Regions from separate parts of the Zea mays genome. Here all the other regions are linked to region 3. Evidence: chromatin contacts called from public Hi-C data. All regions are on one chromosome and are shown on one strand. The core of a region is the stretch at or near the end of the contact, and the rest is flanking DNA. Distances in the headings are between cores, read along the strand shown. Region 1 holds the start of LOC100217142. Region 2 holds the start of LOC100276483 (putative protein kinase superfamily protein). Region 3 holds the start of LOC100384722 (putative cytochrome P450 superfamily protein).

Region 1 (4,221 bases), core at 1,330-3,829, 540 kb before region 3:
TATTTAAACAGCCATTTAGTAAAAGTCATTTTTTATATTTATTCATCCTCAAATAACATCTCTATATTTTGAATGATATTTTAAAGAGCTAGTTCCGCTCTTTACATAACGAGAGGAAAATAATATTATGATATTTAATTAGAAATCCTATCAAAAGAGTTTTTTCCACACGTATTCATTGCTACAAAAGACAAGGAGGTAGTTTGGTAGGGCACCGTCTCCTTCTATTACAGACCAACTTTTCTAGTAGAGTTAAAACTATTTTGAGAAAACATTTAGGTCCCGTTTGTTTCGTTGGAATTGAATTCCATTTTAATAATTATAATTTAGGTAAAACTAATTAAGTTAATATATTTATATATGTAATATATTTGTATATTATCCTAAATTATATGACATAGATATTTATATACTACATTTATGTTATAGCGAAGCAAGTATAAGAGCGTGCTATAATTTGTACATCGGAAAACAACATGTAAATCTATAGAATCAATTTTCATCTCTCATCCCATGAATTTGAGATAGACTTATATGATAACTTTGGGAAGTGGTGGAATGTCATGTTCTAAAAAAATAGCATATTCTATTAGTAAGATTTCAATTCCTCAAAAATAAAAGGAAACAAACGGGACCTTAGAAAAATCTTCTAGTGACGTCTTTGTAGTATTGTGCATGAACTCTATGAGAAAGATACAAACGAAACCATATTTTATGGTTATAGCTTCCGAGTAAAAATACCATTAGCTCATGAAGTATTTTCGTAAGGAGCTATTTTCATGAGCACTTTGCTATTATAGATAAAATCTTAAAGTTATTTTAAGCCATCATTGGTTTTTGTAACAGCAAGTCCACCTTATCAGTAGATTTTAGATCTCATCGTTTCGGTTCAGGTAGCGAGAAATATAGAAGATATGTATATTCCAAATTGCCGGAATATAGCATGTTTTTTTGTTTTTATATCCTAAGCAAAATCTGACGTTGTCAAGCCACATAAAATTTTGTTAACATGTATAGTATCAAATGAATTCCTACAAGACTCATGTTGTAGTTATTTTGATGAAACTAACTTTACCCTAAAAATTAACGAGGACCAATATTTGATTCTACTACGGAATTACGGATGCCTCCAGAAGACGTTTTGGAAGTTTATCGGTGAAAAATATGACCGATCAATGTTGGTTTGGGGATCTCTAGATTAAAGATGGCAACCGGGTAGAAACCCATTGGATATCTCTTGCCTAAACCTATACCCCACAAAGAAAAACACGCCCACTAAAAAATTCATATCCATGATAGGTATGAATTTTTGCCTAAACCCATACCCATACAAGTTTTAGGTACCTAATAAGTTTCCATACCCACTAACATCAGCATGAAAATACTTGATCTTGTAAATGACAAACAATATACCAACAAATAATGATAAAAAGAAACAAGTGATCAAAATATACTTTGAACTTTTATTACAAGTGGAACAAATTGAATTAATAACATTACGAATTACATTTGTAAGTTATGTAGGTTTTAAGACGGGTAGTGCAAAAACACGTATCTATCAGATTTTTACGAATCCAATAACAAATTCATGGGTAAGAATTTAATCTAAATCATGCCCTAATATAGAAAACCCTATCAGGTTTCGATTGGCGAGTACCCACTACTATCTCTACTCTACATCAATTTTGTCGATCCAGTCCAGATCTATTTTAACATTAACATATGTAAAAAGTTTGCTAAGTGATCCATGACAGTACATCTTTCTTACCTCGTCCCTCTATTTTTTTCATTTAAATAACCATTATAAATAAACAAACATTTTTTTTATATTTCTTCATCCTCAAATAACTTCTCTATAGCTTGAACGATACTTTCAAAAGTTAGTTCCGCTCTCTATATGACGAGTGAGAAATAATCTTCAAATGAGTTTTTGCACAAAAAAATATTTATTCATATAAAACGCAAGGACTAGTTTGGTAGGGCACCGTCTCCTCCTAAAAATGATAAACTTTATATAGTCATTTGGAACGGATGCACAACAAGAGCCGCAAGAAATATAGAGTACCCCTATTCCAAATGGCCAAAATATTCCCTTTTTATTTTTATATCATAAGTAAATTTTGATTCTGTCAAACCTCATAAAAATATGTTAGCATTGATAGTGTCAATTAAATTTTTACGAGACTTATGCTATAGTAAATTTAATGATACTAACTTTATCCTAAAATTTAAGGAAGACTATCGTTTCGTTTGCTTCTGCTAAAAAAAAGCTCACAAACGAACAGTTCAAAGGTAGCGATCGCCAGACTTCGCCACGTGCTTTTTCGACTGCCACAGACCCATCCACCGGCGGCCCAAGACCCACACACAGCCCAAGGCCCAAGCTGCGCCGCGTCCCTCTCCCGAATTACTACTTCCCCCGACCCTAATTTTCAAACGCCCGAACTTGCGTGTGGCCCACCTGTCAGCGCCCCACCCACCTTCGCAAGCCTGCTCCAACCCGTCCCCTCCTGTCTTCCTCTTCCCTTTTCTTTCTCTTATATCCCTCGCCCGCCAAGCCGCGGCCGCAGTAGTGCAGCAGAAACGCAAACCGGCCACCCCGCCCGCACTCGCCGCCCCATCTCTTCCGCTCCCGTCCTCTCCGATCCATCCACGACGCGGGAACCAGCCTCCGAACAGCAGCTTCCCGCCGCCGGCCCCCAAGCCTCTGCGGGCGTGGTTGCGTCTCCGCGGTGGCGCCACCGGAGCGGCTCTTGCGTCCGAGAGGCGCCCTCGTGCGCGCGATTTTGGCCAGATCCGACCAGGTGAGCTCCGGTGCGAGTCTTAGCTCTGGAATTCCGCGGGGTGGGTGATCTCCGTCGATGTGGTTTCGGTGGTCTGCTTGTGGTTTTCTGCGCTGGTGTTGTGGAATCGAGTCAAGCGCGGCTGCTGGCGGCACGGAAGAAGCCTCTTCGCTGCTCGCGAGGCCGCACTGGCCTGGATCGCAGCTGCCCGCGAAGGCCTTTTCCGTGCGCCAGCATGGTGGTGCCCGTTTCGATCTCCTCCTCCTCTCCTCCTTTCTCCTCCTGCCGAACCCCGAAGCCGCCGCGACGCTCGTCCCTCTAGCAGCGGGTTTACCGCCGCTCTTCGCGCCTCCGTGGCACAAAAACGCTGCACGTCCACTATCTTTAAAATACTTCGATCCTTTTCACTGCATCTTAGATTGGACTAAAGTAAGCATGCGAAACTTTTCGAAGGCTGCCGGGAATTTCAGAACTTGTGAATGACATTCTTGTTTTATCTATATATATTTTGTCGCCCAGTGTTTCTTTGACTTCGGCCTTAACGTTCTTTCATTCTTTTTTGCTTGCAGCAATATTTGTCGATTCTGAACAAGCACCGTTTGATGGGCCCGGCAAAGGGTTCTCGAACAATTAACAAGACCATAGTAAAAGGATATGAAGATCAACAGCAGCATGATGACCCATCTAGTTCAAGCAAAGCTAAACAGAAAGTATGCATATTTATTTCTATTGGAAGCTCTATGAAAAATTATGGTTGATGGTCTGTAGATAGCTACCAGTAATTATGACATCATATCATCTAAATTGACATTCTAGTATTCAGTTCTCTCATTCATCAAGCTATTTTTTATTTTGCAGAAGAGGAAAATTTCAGATTTAGATCCCAAATGGAGCAAGGATGAACTTACACGCTTTTATGAAGCCTACCGTCAACATGGGAAGGATTGGAAAAAGGTTCTAACTGTTTGTTTCCCTTTGTTCTTTTCCATGATTTGTAAATATCAGTCAAGGTGTCATGGCTGTGTGAACTTTGACCGGTGAATTTGCTTATGCAGATCAGCATAGCGATAGGCGGTAAGTCGTCGGACATGGTGCGGTCTCTTTACAGTGCACATCGGGTGAGTCTGAACTTTGTAGCTCTTTCCGAAGTGCACCATCTCTGCATCCACTGTTTAATGGGCTTGTCACACTTAAGACAGTGTTTTTTGTTGCTCATATAAGATCATATAACATGTTGCAGAGATAGTACTTATTTGGATGTTCATGTTTTAATCCATATCTTCATAGCAAATAAATGTATCTAAGCTTCAGTTCAGCTTGAATACCATGTTGCACCTTATGATCCTTGTAGATTGACACATTTCATTTCTTTTGGTAGACTTTCTTATCTCTTCCAGAACATCAAGCTACTGCCATGGGGTTTATCGCGCTGGTGACT
Region 2 (3,902 bases), core at 436-2,935, 750 kb after region 3:
AGAGATCTGAAAACAAACGTTTTAGTTTAAACTCTGTTATTTAAGATTTGTTCACGTGGTTGTACGAAAGCAACGTGCGGGATCTGAGGTCGTAAGGTTGAATTCTCGCGGCCTCACGTGGTGGCTACTGGCTACGTTTAGGAGAGATTGCTGTTTTTTTAGTCGATTTATGAACTTCTAAAAGATTTCCTAGAGGCGGTCGACGTAGAAACCGTTGTTTTTTCAAGACTAAGACACACATGTAGAGTGGCTCTGTCTAGAAGTCATGTGTACAATAGCAGTGGGGTGAACTGGCTTGTTTAGGAGCAAAGCGTAACGAAGTGAACATTGGGTGGGGTCTAGAATCCCTTACTACTATTCGAGATTTAATTCGTCTCGCTAAACGATAGGGCGAGATGAGTCTAAAATCGCTAATTTAATAATTCAGGGTAGAATAAAAGAGAGGACTATATATATATATATATATATATATTGTCCTACCCAAACGGAGTTTGTTGGGCTGGGCCACGACGTCTCGAAGCCCTAGATCGGTCCACATTTCCTCATAGTTGTTAGCACACGGAGGGTTTAAACTTTGAAGTTTCATTAATAATAATCTGTGTTTGTTTTGGCGGGTCACGTATTCTGGAACTGTCAAGATCCATCAGTCGTCTTTTTGGCACAGCCTGCACTGCAGACTAGTTGACGGCCATTTGAGGCGAGACAGGGGCCATAGAAGAACGGCTCTCGGCGAGGTGAGATGGTAAGGGAAAAGCCAAAGTCAAACGGAGGAGCTGGGATCTCGAGTGGCATGAACCTTGAGGGCTTGAGGTGTGTGTGTGTATGAACGATGAAGCACGAATCTCTCTGGATAAGAGTCTGGCCAGGCTGCTGAGCTCCGAGCCCCAACAGTTTTGGGGATCCCTAAAACAAAGCATCGTACTACTGTACTATGGTTGAGCAACTGATTAGAGGACATCGTATGATTGAGCAATTAATTAAGGATCATGTGACTGTCAGGCAGAATCACTCCCTACACACACAGAGACAAAAACAAAACAAAAAAAAACTTGCTTTTAACAGGACCCCTACCGAACAGGCCACAAAAATATGTGTATTTTTGGGAGGAGGAGGAGGAGGAGAAATCCAATGGTTTCAGTTTCCAAAGAAAACCCCAACCAGAACAAAAGATGCTCGAGCGGATTAAAAAGAAAATGCATTATTAGTACAAAGCGTGAGAAGGGACAACAACATAAATCCTAGCCATGGTGGATCCCTACCTAAGCTAAGCAGCGGCAATAATAAGCGTAAAGAATGTGGAAAAGGAGAGGTCAGGAGAACCAAAAGAAACTTTTTTCCACCTCTCCTGTGATCGTGATGAAAAGCTTGGCATTCTGCAGTCCCTCCCCCCCCCCCCCCCACACACACACACACACTCTCCACTCCACAACAGAAACACAGCAGCCAGCCAGCTTCCCATTCCACTCGGCCATTGACTCTGGAATCTCACCGCACGTCGCACCCTTCAAATTCTCTGTATTTACACACCAATGCCCTCGCCTGCCTGCGCTTCCGTATTTGCGCAGGCGGGCCCAGCAAGAGAAGAAAGGAAACCCGCGGCGCTCTCGAATTCTGATTTCTGCAGCCTGCGCCGCCCTTTGCTTTGCTGCCGTAATCTCCTCCTCGTCGTCTTCTTCCGATTCGCATACGTCTACGATACGCCCCCTCCCCCTCCCCCGCCGCGCTTCGCTACATTCTAAACTTTGCGTCCGTTATACAGATCGGTGGAAGAGATAGAGAGAGAGAGAACAAAGGGGAGCGGCAGGCGGCAGGCAGCCCGTACGGCGGTGCGGGGGGAGCGGCGTACTACCGTATCCCACCACCACCCCCACCGGCACGGGGCCGCGTTTACCGGGTGCGCGGCACTACCACGCACGGGCCCTTTTTTCTGGTGCGCGCCCTCAATGCGCTATTGATACACCCCCTGGGCTCTGGCTGGCTAGCTGGCTGGCCAGGCTCCTCCTCCTCGGCCTCGATCCGCTTCTCCTCCTCTGCCCGCCTACCTGGAGCGGGGAGCGGGAAGAGCGGCGGCGGGAGCCCGGCATTCTGATCCGCTTCTCCGCGCGCAACACCGGCCTGCCGCAAATGTTAGTTTCTCGCAGCTCTGACCTCTCTCTCTCTCTCTCTCTCTCTCTCTCTCTCTCTCTCTCTCTCTCTCTCTCTCTCTCTCTCTCTCTCTCTCTCTCTCTCTCTCTCTCTCTCTCTGGCGCCAGCGCGCAGGATTTTTCTTCTTCTTCTTCTTCTTTTGGCATGGGGGTGGGGGTTCATCGGTCTTCCCGAACCGCTCCAGGTGTTTCAGTACTCTGCGACGTACCAGCTTAGTTCTTCAGGGCTGGGGTTTTGGTCGATCCGCTTCTCTCCTCAAAAGGAAGGCAAGTAGTCCCTTGGACGACGATCCATCGCACCTTGGCGTCGCGACCTCGTTGTTGCTTGCTTGGCCGTCGTCAAAGTTTCCGCCTCTGTGCTCCGGATCGGTTTTCCTTTGGGCGGCAATCGCGTTCGCACTCCTCCTCGCTTTTCCCCATGCCATTTGTGCGCAGCTCCGTTCGAGGTTTGCGTTTGGTTCGTGCTTTCGATCGGCGCAAGTATTACCTTTCCCCCCCTCTTCTCGTTCGATTCGATCGAAATGTTTTCGATTTGCCCGTCGATTTTACATTTGAGGTGAGACGTGTCTCAGGCAGGCTGGCAGGCTTGTGGAGAAGCCGCAACCCTTCTCACTTTTTTCTTTCCTTTCCCTTATGGAAAGAATATAAAAGCCGCGATCGTCTTGATTGGATGCGACTTTTTGGATAAGATGAGGAGATGTTCTTTGTTCGTGCATTCGTGTTCTTCTCGACCATTTAGGGCATGTACAGTGGGTGTTTTAAGTTGTGTCTTACAGCGTGTCTAGGGGGGTGAATGTAAAAAAACTCAAGACATGTATCTTGACGAAGACACAGTGTCTTAGCTCTATGTTCGAGACAGGAGACTAGCTGATTGGTCACTTTAATTTATTGAATGCTCTGATTGGTACAATGAATATCGTAAGACACATGTTTTAGACATGACCACTGTATTATGTTGTGTTTTAGTTGTATCTTGTACTTGGAGTACCGTGCAGCAGTATCTGGGTTGTACATGCCCTTACTGCTAAAATTGCTCCCTGTTTGATGCGGCGTCCCCTGAGAAGTCACGGACAAACTTGGCAGCGATAGATCTTTCATCTTCGTACGCAGTGGGGGGCGATTGGTCAAATCGCAGACAGTGTCTCGGACGTCGCCGTGCTTGGTCCGGTCATCCTCATACTGTTGCAGCTTCTCATGGTTAAACGCGTATATATTTGTCAAAAGCCGCGCGTCTGCACCCCCCGTTTCACACCTGTTTTTTTTTGCTCCCCCACCCCGATGACATTGGAAAGAGTCAAAGGCCCTCAATTTTGAATTGCTGGTGGTGTCTATTATTTCAATCGTGTTTCGGTCACTACTTGCTATGGTTGAAGTTGAACTAGCCCTTTTTCTAGTGCAATAATTGCCAATATAATAGTTAGCCGTTGCGCAGCCTGTTATGTTTACAATTTCGCCTCCATTGTTGCTCTATTTTAGGATTCTTGGGAAGCCCTGTACCTGACTACTGGATCCACTACCAAGCTCTTCAAGTTCCAGGATCCATTCCTCTTTGTCGGGCAAGAGCTCTTGGCCTCTGTGGATTATCAGCCTGATTCACAACTCTCTGCAAGAATTCGAGCGCAGATGGGCCAAGAAAGCGCGGCTGACGCGATTCCTGGTTTGATGGTTTCTGTTGGTGTTTCGGGCTAACAGACTCTCTTTTTTTTGTTTACTTCCTCAAAGTTCCACTTCAACATATGGATCCGGGCTTCCCGAGTT
Region 3 (4,404 bases), core at 257-2,756:
CATCCGGTGTTTATCTTTATTCGTTGCTAAACAAAAGAAGGAAGAGAAATTGAAACGAGAAGAAAAGGGACCGATCGGGAGGGATAGGCCCTGGCTGCATCCGCGAGACTTCTCAAGACCGAACGTGCGCGCAGATTTGTCGTACGTATAGTACTACGTAGTACGTACTGGCGCTGTAGTACGTGTAAGGGGGGCTGCTGCCACTGAGGGAGGCCTAGCTCTGTGCGTACTCCTTTGCCGTCTAGGGACTAGCTAGGAGAGCTACCACGCTTGACTACGAGCAGTCGAGCACGTACGTACAGTGCTCACCACTCGGGAATCTTTTTTTTTGGTGGCTGATGTACTCCTACAGGCTGCACAGCACAGCTTAGCCCAGGCTCCATCACTCTATTCAAGGAGCTGCTGCTGTTGTTGGTCTCATGTCCCGGCGACAAAATTCCCCATCCCTGCACCGCACCGCACTGGATTGACCACCACTATCCGACATCCGAGGCGTCCCTCTTTCAAAAAAAAAAAAAAAAACACACACACACACACACACACCTCCATTAGTCAGCTAGTAGTAGTATTCGTGAATTTCACCTCCTTTTCTCGAACACTTTTCAGTTTTCAAATACCAATATCCATCCGTGACTTGTTTTGAAGCAAGAGAATTGAAGGAGATTAAGGGGCTAGAATTACTTACTATTCAAATCATTTGCTTCCAAGTACGCCCTCGTGAGGACATGGATACCGTGGCAGTACTGTTTCTATGAAATTTTCCAGCATTGGTCAATGTCATGATCATCAAATAAAGAAGAGAGGCGTCCTTGTGATGGCCCCTTTTTTTTATAGAAATAATTATATACATATTACTCAACTTTTACAAAATTCGATAGCTAGTTTATTTGGATGCCAAGCTATTTAATTTTGAAAAAGTTAAGTGTCATGTTTCTAATTGACCCTTTTTTTATGGGTGTGGGCTCGCTCTCGTGCAGTCGCACTAGGGGGTTGGGCACTTGAGCTGAGCAGAGCAGTAAGCACCGGCCATCACTGTCACAATGTCACTCTCACGGTCTCACCTCACTCCCCTCATCCACAAAACAACGGTGACCGGCTGCCCCTGCCACGACACACAATCAACTAGGCGTCGGGACTATACATAACTCATTTTTAAAATTCCTGTCCATGTGTCGGGGAAAGAAAATAAGTACTAAGCAGTATCCGTCCTCCTGCTACCACCAATTTGAAATGAATTCTTATTATATATATTATATTAGTACAGTATAGGATAATGTATGTACATTATATAATTAATATATCTTTTGAAAATTATTAAATCCGGCTCTCCACCACTTCTCTACTCTGTGCGGCTGTGCCTGTCGTCTCTCCCTCTCTCCTCGCCTGTAGTATGTAGTGTACTTTCTGCACTTGCCGATTCGATTCCATGCTTCCATTGACGCCACGACCACGCTACATATAAGTGGCGTCTGCGGTGCCTCTCCTCCGACCCTCGTCCTCGTCCTCGCGCAGCCTCTGCTTCCATATAACTCGCTCACTGCTCGCGCGCCTCGGTGGGTGCAAACGCGCACAGGGACAGAAACAGAGACAGAGCCAGCCATGTCGACCACCACCCTGCAGCTGGTTCCGTGGCCGCCGGAGCCGGCGCGCGCCGCCGTGCTGCTTGTTGCGGCGGTCGTCTGCCTGTGGGTGCTTCTGTCACGCAGGCGGGCCGCCGGAGGGAGCAAGGACAAGGAGCGGGCGGCCCGGCTCCCGCCCGGCAGCTTCGGGTGGCCGCTGGTGGGCGAGACGCTGGACTTCGTGTCCTGCGCCTACTCCTCCCGCCCGGAGGCCTTCGTCGACAAGCGCCGCCTGCTGTAAGTCGTCAGTCGTCACACAATCACACACACACAGGGCACTTGCTCGCTTGCTGCACGTACCGTACGCACGTGCGTCGTGGCATGGCGCCGCATGACCGGTGGGTTTGGCGCGCAGGCACGGGAGCGCGGTGTTCCGGTCGCACCTGTTCGGCTCGGCGACGGTGGTGACGTCGGACGCGGAGGTGAGCCGGTTCGTGCTGCACAGCGACGCGCGCGCCTTCGTGCCCTGGTACCCGCGGTCGCTGACGGAGCTCATGGGCGAGTCCTCCATCCTGCTCATCAACGGCAGCCTGCAGCGGCGCGTGCACGGCCTCGTCGGCGCCTTCTTCAAGTCGCCGCAGCTCAAGGCGCAGGTCACCGCCGACATGCAGCGCCGCCTCGCGCCCGCGCTCGCCGCCTGGAAGGTTCGGTGCGCCTCCGCGCCGCCGCTCCGCATCCAGGACCACGCCAAGACGGTACGTACTACGTACGCCGCTCTACTCCTCTCCTCTCTGCAGCCCGCACCCGCACAGCGTCATGCTTCATTCAGGCCATCCTACAAGGCGTTGGCATGGTGGCGCGCGGACCAAGGGCGCGGCCGGTGTGCACACGTGCGCTGCCGTGTCACCACATGGAAGCCGCTATCCGAGGGGTGGGGGTGGGGGCGGCGGCCCCGTCGCTCTCCTCTCCAGACTCCACCATGCCAATTTGCCATGTTGCCATGCTCCACTCCACACACTATTGGTCTCCATGCGTCCGTCCGTGTGACTGTACTGTACGTGCGGGTGTGCCGGTGTGGTGGTATGGTATGGTATGGACCGTATGGTAGTACTGTACTACTATCTTTCAATGAAGAAAAAGAAAGATGAATGAATGGGATTGGGGGAAGTTGGGGCGAACTGCACACTGCTGCTGCCCACCTGCTCTTCTTCTCTCCTGTGACCCTCTCCCCCATTCAATTCCCCACGCGCGCGCCTTCATTACATGCCCGGTTGCCTCTGCCCCGGTGGGAGGTGGACATTGGACGACACCCCCGGTGCCACCCCAACACACGCGCGCGCGCGCACACACACACACAGAAATAAAAAAAATGTGCTTGGCAGCTGCAGCCTAGTACAGTTGAGACCACTCGGATCCTTTCTTGCACTTGTGCTGTCAAACAAAGCGCTCGCCCAGGACAGTAGGAAGAGCTAGAGAGGCTCAGGCTGCTCGTGATGGCTTGGCTCGCAGACAGACAGGCAGACAGAGAGATATCAAAACATTTGAGGGAAATGTTATTTGTGTATCACTGTGCATGCAGTACGCAGTGAGTAATGAATGAATTCTGGTGTGGCCAGCAGATCGTGTTCGAGATCCTGGTGAGGGGTCTGATCGGGCTGGAGGCAGGCCCGGAGATGCAGCAGCTCAAGCACCAGTTCCAGGAATTCATTGTCGGCCTCATGTCCCTCCCCATCAAGCTGCCGGGGACTAGGCTCTACAGGTCCCTCCAGGTATAGGAGGAGTACACTACAGAGCCTCTACGCGCTGCATGCTCGCTGCCCCTGCACTGCGCTGAATGGATCTGTTGCCACTTTGCCAGGCCAAGAAGAGGATGGCCACGCTGATACAGGGGATCATACAGGAGAAGAGGCGGCGGCGGAGGGCCGCCCTTGAGGATGGCGGAGAGGGCGAGGGCGAGGCCGGTCCCCCGCGCGACGTCATCGACGTGCTCATAAGCGGCGGCGACGAGCTCACCGACGAGCTCATATCCGACAACATGATCGACCTGATGATCCCCGCCGAGGACTCTGTGCCCGTGCTCATCACGCTCGCCGTCAAGTATCTCAGCGAGTGCCCGCTTGCTCTGCAACAACTTGAGGTCAGTGCGCATCTCTCTCTCTCTCTCTCTCTCTCTCTCTCTCTCTCTCTCTCTCTGTCTTGTGCGCATCGTCTGGCTGCACAAGAGGCGTGCCGTGATGTGCCGTGCCATCTTCTGGTAGATAAGAATAGCCATGCTACTGCTGCGCATTTAGTCACTTCAAAACTAGACGTTGTGCCATGCCACCTAACCCAGTTGTTTGTTACCTTGCTTTTGGCGCTGGTTTTTGGTATGTATGGTGACGAGGCTAATCTGCTCATCTAGCGCATTTGATGGTGATGTGCGCCTAAACATCAGCAGATGCAGGCGCCATCAGCTGGTCTGGACAAACAAAATTAGGTCTAATTAGGGCTCTTTTGGATTGAAGGGTTTTTTTTCTAAATCCTATGTTTTTCCTGTGTATTTAACCATTTTTTTTTGTAAAATTCATATATTATTTCTATGAAATTCCAGCGTTGCTAAGAAGACTTTCTGTCCACCTTGGTCAGACTTGACGCCACGTGAATGAAACGATGGGCTCAATGAAACATCTACATGTACTTGCGCGCGTCTTTACTGTTAGAGAACAAGGGTGCCCTCTCTGTTTCGGTTTCTTTCTCTTCAGGGTCCGGGGGAGGGGGGAATTAGAGATAGAATTAACCATCAGTGGCCGTTTGCTGCAACGATTCACTGAACGACGAACTGCAATGGCCAGGAGGAGAACATGCA

The links. A called contact is a pair of places that touch in the nucleus more often than the background predicts.
Region 1: a contact with region 3 is called in a Hi-C map of ear, with 1.9 times the contacts expected there. The contact joins the promoter of LOC100217142 here to the promoter of LOC100384722 in region 3. A contact is called at or near these places in 2 of 25 Hi-C or Micro-C datasets (ear and endosperm).
Region 2: a contact with region 3 is called in a Hi-C map of ear, with 1.8 times the contacts expected there. The contact joins the promoter of LOC100276483 here to the promoter of LOC100384722 in region 3.

The regions. Positions count from the first base shown.
Region 1 is chr3:6,068,254-6,072,474 of Zm-B73-REFERENCE-NAM-5.0, reverse strand. LOC100217142 reads left to right here and starts at 2,579. Exons shown (of 16, transcript NM_001359646.1): 1 at 2,579-2,804; 2 at 3,353-3,493; 3 at 3,642-3,737; 4 at 3,839-3,901; 5 at 4,162-4,221. The coding sequence starts at 3,386.
Region 2 is chr3:4,778,802-4,782,703 of Zm-B73-REFERENCE-NAM-5.0, reverse strand. It overlaps LOC100276483 (putative protein kinase superfamily protein), which reads left to right and starts at 1,685. Exons shown (of 4, transcript NM_001360695.1): 1 at 1,685-2,126; 2 at 3,621-3,902.
Region 3 is chr3:5,527,530-5,531,933 of Zm-B73-REFERENCE-NAM-5.0, reverse strand. LOC100384722 (putative cytochrome P450 superfamily protein) reads left to right here and starts at 1,506. Exons shown (of 8, transcript NM_001177193.1): 1 at 1,506-1,856; 2 at 1,975-2,314; 3 at 3,179-3,328; 4 at 3,418-3,696; 5 at 4,391-4,404. The coding sequence starts at 1,600.